Linked DNA regions of Mus musculus: region 1 is linked to region 2. The links are chromatin contacts, called in public promoter capture Hi-C maps. All regions are on one chromosome and are shown on one strand. The core of a region is the stretch at or near the end of the contact, and the rest is flanking DNA. Distances in the headings are between cores, read along the strand shown. Region 1 holds the start of Nme1 (NME/NM23 nucleoside diphosphate kinase 1). Region 2 overlaps Utp18 (UTP18 small subunit processome component).

Region 1 (4,093 bases), core at 667-3,166, 110 kb after region 2:
TAGAGCCGAGCGTGGTGGTGCACACCTTTAATCCCAGCACTCGGGAGGCAGAGGCAGGCAGATTTCTGAGTTCGAGGCCAGCCTGGTCTACAAAATGAGTTCCAGAGAAACCCTGTCTCGAAAAACCAAAAACGAAAAAAAAAAAAAAAGTTTTAGAGAATATGTCACGACAACCATCTTTGGTTTTTACAAAGAATGAGATTTCCCAGCCCTGTGCAATTTGGGACACTTCTCAGGATGCAATGAGAAAAGCCAAGCCTGAGGATACATGCCAGTAATTATATCCCTAGGAAGGCTAAGGCAAAAGGGAAAAAAAAAAAAAATCAGACCAGCCTGGGCAACATAAGAGCCTGACTCAAAAAGCAAAGCAAAGCATAAAAAAAGAAAAGAAGGAAGAAAGAAAGAAAAGCAAGAAAGAAAGAAAAGGAAAAAAGAAAAGAAGAAAATGGGAAAGCAAACAAACAATGACTATGTTCTATCATAGATTGGGGAGGGACTCAGAAGGCCCAAGGCCTTATCCCTGCCTTGGGAGCTATTGGCAATTATTGGCAATTAAGGGGGGGGGGGCACTCTTCACTGATGTAGCCATGGGTAAACTGTCCATGCCACAGCAAATAACTCCTCTATCCATCAAGCAAGCAACTCCAATTAAACTCATTCAAACACACACAAACACACACACAGAGAGAAAAAATATAAGACATGAAAGTAGGAGAGAACTTGTTGGAAGAATTCAGGCTAGATGAGAGAGTGTAAGGGGAGAGGGTGAAATGACTAAATATATCACATACATGTAGAAAATTGTCAGAGAATAAAAAGATAAAAACTTGAAAGTCCATTATGTAAGACTAGCAATTAACATTTATTAAATTACATATTATGGGGAAAGGGCAATGAGTATTGTAACTAACCAATGAACTGTGGATTATGAGAAAAACCACAGCCCAATACCTAACATGGGGCATCATCCAGGAAGAAGACACCTGGAGAACATCCATTCCAGAATGTTCCATTTCCAGGGTACACTGCCTCACAAGATGAAAGGAGACTCCACCTTGAAAGACGATACCTAAGAGGACAGCAACACCGGCTCCTGGCTCTGTCTTTCTAAACTTGGGTTCACCTCTAATTTTATACCCTAAGAATGAGGCCTGAGCCAGCTAGACGGCCTAGCAGACCTTGAGTTGTACTACAAGCATGTGTTGGGTCCCACGAACCCGCTCCACAAAATTACCTTCTGGGGTTCACATGTGAGCTAGGGCATGCATGAACCTTTGCATGATCATTTTTGTTCCTGACTTCCTGTCCCTCTCGCCTGCCCGGTCTGTAAGCCAGTCCACCTATCTTTGATACCAAACCACGGGGTCTCGCAGTCAATAGGAGCAAAGAGCAGGCCTTAAGTGGCAATCGCGCCCCCCATAAAGAGAAAGACAGAAGCCACAGACTAGCTGGAGAATGTCTGAAGGAAAGATTATTCAGAAATGGCTGAAACATCCTCTATGAAAGCCTCTGCATACCGATCTCTCTTTCTTTCTCTCTTCACTCACATTCACACACACAGAGAGTGTCATTCATTCATTCAGCAAGCACCACCCGAGTACCAACTCTGTGCCCAACAGCGGACTGGAAAGAGAATAAGGCATAGCCCTGCCGCGAGCCGGACAGGAACTGCGGCCACGGACAAAGGCGAGCCCACGTGGCGTATCAAGCTGACAGGTCTGTACCTGGCCACAGCCTGCCATCTCCCTGCCTGCCATCTCCCTAACACCCCGCGGAGAGTGCACCCTTTAGTGAACGCCCACCTCCCTCCCCATTCACCTAAACCCTCAACTTGTCTCCTTGACTCTCAACTTGACCCCTCTTACCCCTTCAGATGACAAGGCTTTACCGCCGGCTGCGACTGCCCGCACCGGAAACGCTCCCCGGCCTCACGTGGTTCCCCGCAGCTGCTCGCACGGAACCTTTTCGGACAGTTCCGATTCAGGGGAGCCCTTTTAGCGGTACACCGCCGGTCCCCGCTTCTTCTGGGGAGTCGGATGTCATTCTAGGGAGCACTCGCCCAGTGTTTAACTTCCGACACTGGGTGTGGTGTTTTGGATTTTTTTACCCCCCCTGTCTGGCGGCCATCTTCTGTTTCTCCCCTACGGCTGCCTGTGACTCACTTCCTCCGTTCCCGAGAAAATCTAGTTTTTCCCGACAGGTGGCGCTCACACTGCATGAAGTCACAACTAGAGCTTCAGTGGCCGTGTCATTCCACCTTCCCTTCATTCTGTCAAGCAACAAATGTACTGAATCCTATGTGCCGGGTAGGAACATTCTAGAGCCTAGGGTTGAAGTTTACTTGGGAGCTTACTAGTAGGGTTGAGAATTGCGACAATAAAGAGAAAATTGATAGTGAACACACAGTGCAAGTGCTGATAAGAAAGAACAGAGCAGGGGGAAAAAATTAAGGCTGAGAAATCTCTGCAGAAGTGATAATCAAAAGGACCTACATGAAGGGAGAAAGCCCGTTATTACCTGAGAGCCAAGAATTATAGTGAATACCTGATGGTAGGAAACGCGGGAGGAGGGTTTTATTATTGTTGTTATTATTGTATGTAGGGTCTCATTATGTAACTCTGACTTTTCTGGAACTCACTGTGTAGATCAGGCTGGCCATGACCTCGCAGAGACTCCCTCTTAGTCTGCCTCCCGAGTTCTGGGATTAAAGGCATAACCACATCCGGCATTATTTATTTGTTTGCTTATTAAGATGTATTTATTTTATGTATGAGTGCTCTATCTGCATGTATACCTGCAGGCCAGAAAAAGGCATCAGATCCCATTATAGATGATTGTGAGCCACTACGTGACTGCTGGGGATTAAACTCAGGACCTCTGGAAGAGTAGACAGTGCTCTTCATCATTGAGCCATCTCTCCAGCCTCTTATTATTTATTTACATGTACACGCGTATGTCAGTGTATGAAGTGGTCAGTTCCAATGGCGGTGGAGTTACAAACAGTTGCGAGTGATCTGATGTGAGTGCTAGGAACGGAACTTGGGTCCTCTGCAAGGACAGTGTGTGCTTCATAGCCACTGGACCAGCTTGCCAGCCCAGATGATGTGTTTGTTTGCTTGCTTGCTTTTTTTGTTTTGTTTTTTGTCTTTTGTTTTTAATGAAATGGAGGGACTGGGGTGTTGGTCAAATGAGAAGGGCCTTGCCTGATGAATTCACAGCACTGGGAAGGCTGAAGCAGGATCATCAAGACTTAGAGGCCACCAGGATGACATAGAGAGAATATGTCTCTCAAAAAAACAGGCAGGTTAAAGAGCTCTGTGATTTCAAGACAAGCCTGATCTATATAGTGAATTACAGGCTAGTCAGCACAACTTAGCAAAAGCTTATCTCAAGCAAAACAAAGCAAAACAAACAAACAAAAAAGAGTCAAACACACATAGTCTAATTATAAAATGGGCAAAAGACAAGAATAGACTTTTCACAGGCAGAATATGCAGGGGGTGTGGAGGAGGAAAAGAAAAGCTATTGTCTCTAGCTCGGTGGGTAGAATGTTTGCTTGGCATGCACAGAGCCTTAGGTTGAATCCCCAACTTTACTTAGATTGGGTGTAGTTTCACAGGCCTGTAATCCCAGCACATCCAAGGTAGGTCAAAAGTTCAAGGTCATCCTAAGCTACACAGTAAGTTTGAAGTCTGCCTAGACTATAAAAGACTGATTTGAGAAGAAAAAGGGGGGTGGGGGGGGCTGGCAAGATGGCCCAACAGGTAATAGCACTGACTGCTCTTCTAAAGTCCTGAGTTCAAATCCCAGCAACCACATTATGGCTCACAACCACCTGTAGTGAGATCTAATGAGTCAGCTACAGTGTATTTATGTATAATAATAAATAAATCTTTATGCCGGACTGAGCAAGCAGACTTGATTGGAGCGAGTGGGGCTACTGCAGTGAGGAGAGGTCTGAAAAATTCAATTCCCAACAACCACTTGAAGGCTCACAACCATCTGTACAGCTACAGTGTACTCACATCCCTAAAATAAATAAATAATTCTTTTTTAAAAAGAAGAAGAAAGGAAAAAAAAAAAAAAAACCAGA
Region 2 (3,980 bases), core at 593-3,092:
TCATCAGCCACACACTAACTCCAAGTGCTTGCTGTCAATCCAAATCCCCAGCACAGCAAGACAGTTTCACTCTAGAGCACAATGTGAAAACCACAATGCTCTGGGGCTTAAAGAGCATCAAAGCAGCTCTCACAGAGCTCTTTTAGGAAAATCTGTGCTTGCTCCCAAACTAATCTGACAAAATTACCCTGGTATAACTCATTCTCATTTCATAATAGGTAGCAATTTAACCCACAGTCTGCTGTATTTTCATTCCATTACTATCTTTTAAACCAATTTCTGCTCCTCCTTTCCTTCAGCCTGCAGCACTCCCCGGAGCATGCACAGAGACCCAGGGTTGTGTGCAGCAGTCACACCCAGCACAAGGGAAAGGGACTGTCATTCAGGGCAGGCTCCCACTCAAAGTTTCAGTTCTCCTTGAAGAGTCACCGTTCACCATATTCTAGCAATGGTGCAATTAAATCTTGCTTATGCCTGTTTTAAAGATAAGTATTTGGGTAAAGAAGAGAAACAGAGATAGATGACCTAACTTTTGGATCTTTTTGTGACTAACATCCTTATTTATAGCTTATAGCTCCATGGACAGAAACATCCTTTTTTTTCCCCTCCCTTTAAATTCACTTAAATCCAGAAGATTAAAAAGTGACTGTCAACTCAGCAAGTCAATCTCTCAAACTACCAAAAAAAAATAACAGTATTGTTAAAGTGGCTACTTTTCCTTGATTAGCATTCTAAAAAAAAAAAAAATCAAAGCTTACTGGGGAAAAACACTAGTTATACAACACACACACACATTTGTGGGAGAATTATGCAGTTAGATAATGATAGACAGGCTTGAACATGCAATAAATTAAAAGATTAAATTCTTTATATAACTATAAAATTGAGACTATTCTCTTCACACTTTAAAGAGCAGTTTATTAGAGATCTGACTTTAAATATAAATAATACTTACCTATACATCAGGGCCCTGCCCTTTTCATTCCCTAAGGCAAAGTATCCACCTCTGGGAGAAAAATCCATGGTTTGAACACGAGAAAGAGTACTCTTTTTAAAAACTGGAAAGTTAGAAAATACTGTACAGGAAGGAAGATGAACCTGCAGGAGATCAAAAAATGCCTTAAATTACAAAAACTAGGAACTTATCCTTTCCCAAATTTTTTCACTCTATCTTGATTAAAAAAAAAAAAAAAAAAAAAAAAAAAAAAAGAGGTCACTTGACTATGGCATACATGAAAGCACTGCTCCACAAATATGGCCAAACTGCCCATAACTAGATTTGTGTGTACACATGCACATGTTCAAGTTCGTGTGTGTGAGTATAAGTGAGCAGTTTGCATGGAGGTCGGTGTCAGTCCTCGCCTCCTACCGTGTTGGAGACAGAAGCTCTCACACCAGAGTCTCCTGCCTCCACTTCCCATCTCACACTGAGTCTGCAATGGGCTCTGGGGATTTGATTCAGGGCTTCACACTTGAATGGCAAAGACTTTACCTACCATGTCATCTCTAACTTTGTTTCCTTAAATTTTTCATCACTGTGAAACTTCTGGTTTTGGTTTGTTAACATTTGACAGCACTCTACATTTTCTATTTTATGGTCATTGGGAATTTGTCAGTGGTCTTCAATCCATTTTAAATATTCTTCTACATTTTTCAGTTTGGTGTAACTATTACAACAGCTAGCTTCTCTCTCTCTCAGTGGTACTAGGTAGAGTCTAAGTCCTCAAGAATAAGCTGTTCAGTAAAATCCCTAAATAAAACTAGCAGAGACATCCACAGCACAGAGGCACAAATAACAACATAGAAGTATGACCATGAGGAAAGACAGCAACATGACTCAGACTGAAAGACTGACAGCTGCTCTAGGCCTCTTCAACTCAACATACCAAACGGGGAAGCCATCCCTAGTCTGAAAGAGATTTCAGAAGCTTACTAGGCAAAAACTGATCAGAGAGCCAGCCAGGCACAGTAGAGCATGCCTTTAACTGCAGGAGACAGAGGCAGGCAGATCTCCTTGAGTTTGAAGCCAGACTGATATTGTTAGTTCCAGGCCAGCCATGGGTACATGGTAAGATGCTGTGAAAAAATATCAAGAATAGAGAACAAGGCTGACAAAACACTATATTCAAACACCAATGAAGAAAAATAAGTACAAGAACTCAGATACAATCCCATAATCAGCCACAAAACCCAGACACTATTGCATATGCCAGCAAGAGTTTGCTGAAGGGATTCTGATATAGCTGTCTCGTGTGAGACTATGCCAGTGCCTGGCAAACACAGAAGTGGATGCTCACAGTCAGCTATTGGATGGACCGCAGGGCCCCCAATGGAGAAGCTAGAGAAAGCACCCAAGGAGCTGAAGGGGTCTGCAACTGTATAGGTGGAACAACAAACTAACCAGTACCCTCCAGAGCTCCTGTCTCTAGCTGCATATGTAGCAGAAGATGGCCTAGTTGGCCATCATTGGGAAGAGAGTCAGGCCCTTTGGTACTGCAAACTTTATATGCCCCAGTACAGGAGAACGCCAGGGCCAAGAAGTGGGAGTGGGTGGGTAGGGGAGCAGGGCAGGGGGAGGGTATAGGAAACTTTCGGAATAACATTTGAAATGTAAATAAAGAAAATATCTAAAACAAAACAAAACAAACAAACAACCTCAGATACAGGGGCTAGAGAGCTGGTTCAACAGTAAAAAGCACTGGCTGCTCTTTCAGAGGACTGGGGTTCAGCTCTCAGCATCAACATGGGTGGCTCATTACAATCAGTAACTCCAATTCCTAGGGATCTGACAGTCTCTGCTGACCCTCATGAACACCAGGCATGCAGATGGAACACATATGCAGGCAAAACACACATATAATTTTTTAAGGCATTAAAATATGATCAAGAGGGCAAATGTAAGCCAGGCATGGTGGTGTATGCCTTAATCCCAGCACTCAGGAGGGAAAGGCAAGAGACCTCTGGGAGTTTGAGGCCAGGCTGGTCTACAGAGCAAGTTACAGAACAGCCTGGGCCACACACACACACACACACACACACACACGCACACACACACAAAAACCTTGTCTGGAAAAAACAAAAACAAACAAAATAGAAAAGGAAAGGACAGAGGCAAACCTAAAAACTAAGGGAAGGAGAAAGAATCAAACTCAGCACAAGGAATCTATCCAATAGACATGAGGCAGGAAGAGTACAAGCTGAGAAGATAGGATTCCCGGTAGGGAAGTGAGACCAATGAAGGTAATGAGGGTGTGATTAGGATCATTAGTATAAATGTAGGAAATTGTGATCTGAAAAAAAATACTACACACAAAGGAAGAAAAAAGTCTCAATCATGAGAGCCCAGAAAAGAATATATTTGAGAAAAACAGGTGAATAAAAGAAATCAAGAGAAGGAACCCACCCGTCACATCCAACATACGAAGCCAGCAAATCAGTTACATTAATGAGAGAAAAAACAAAGAACAACCCCAATCAAATAACAAGTCACAACAATTAGTAAGTGGCTCTGAGAATCATTTAACAAAAACTCACAACCAAATTCTATTATACCCCAAGGGCAACAGTGACAATGCACACTAGAAGTGTCCAACCTTTTAGTATTGCAATCTGCCACTGTCATCTACAAGTGTGTTGGGCCTCACTAGTATCTATCATTGGTCACACATGGCCCATGAACTCTAGGTGAGATATGTATGTATAACATAGGCAGAAGCTTAGCTGCTTCTTTGCCCAGTCATATTGCCATATACAACTGTGTTACAAAGAGTATAGAATCTAAACAAGGCAGTGGTGATGCATGCCTACAATCCCTGCATTTGAGACATGGAGGCAAGAGATCAGGAATTCAAGGTTAGCCCATGCTCCCTGCAACCTTGTCTCAACAAACTAGAAATTACAATTCTGCCCTTTACTAACTGTTGACTTTTGGATAAATAAATCCTCTGAAGGGTTGTTATCAATATCAAATTATTTAAAGG

The links. Promoter capture Hi-C pulls out the DNA fragments that hold promoters and counts their contacts.
Region 1: a promoter capture Hi-C map of macrophages shows a contact between it and region 2, with 5 read pairs. The contact joins the promoter of Nme1 here to the enhancer-like site in region 2. A contact is called at or near these places in 4 of 39 promoter capture datasets (the C10 cell line, liver, macrophages and 1 more), 1 of 115 datasets of contacts at active chromatin or transcription factors (embryonic stem cells) and 4 of 9 other capture datasets (adipose tissue, embryonic stem cells, liver and 1 more).

The regions. Positions count from the first base shown.
Region 1 is chr11:93,966,356-93,970,448 of GRCm38.p6, forward strand. It overlaps Nme1 (NME/NM23 nucleoside diphosphate kinase 1), which reads right to left and starts at 1,917. Exons shown (of 5, transcript NM_008704.3): 1 at 1,866-1,917. Gm35198 (a long non-coding RNA gene) reads left to right here and starts at 2,150. Exons shown (of 3, transcript XR_388959.3): 1 at 2,150-2,306.
Region 2 is chr11:93,861,004-93,864,983 of GRCm38.p6, forward strand. It overlaps Utp18 (UTP18 small subunit processome component), which reads right to left. Exons shown (of 14, transcript NM_001013375.1): 12 at 956-1,098. Among named protein-coding and RNA genes, the nearest start is that of Utp18, 23 kb to the right of the region's middle. Within about 2 kb of position 1,843, at least 20 of the 459 cell types and tissues checked have an H3K27ac peak or open chromatin away from gene starts, as enhancers often do. A contact at or near this core is called in adipose tissue and macrophages, where this site is marked.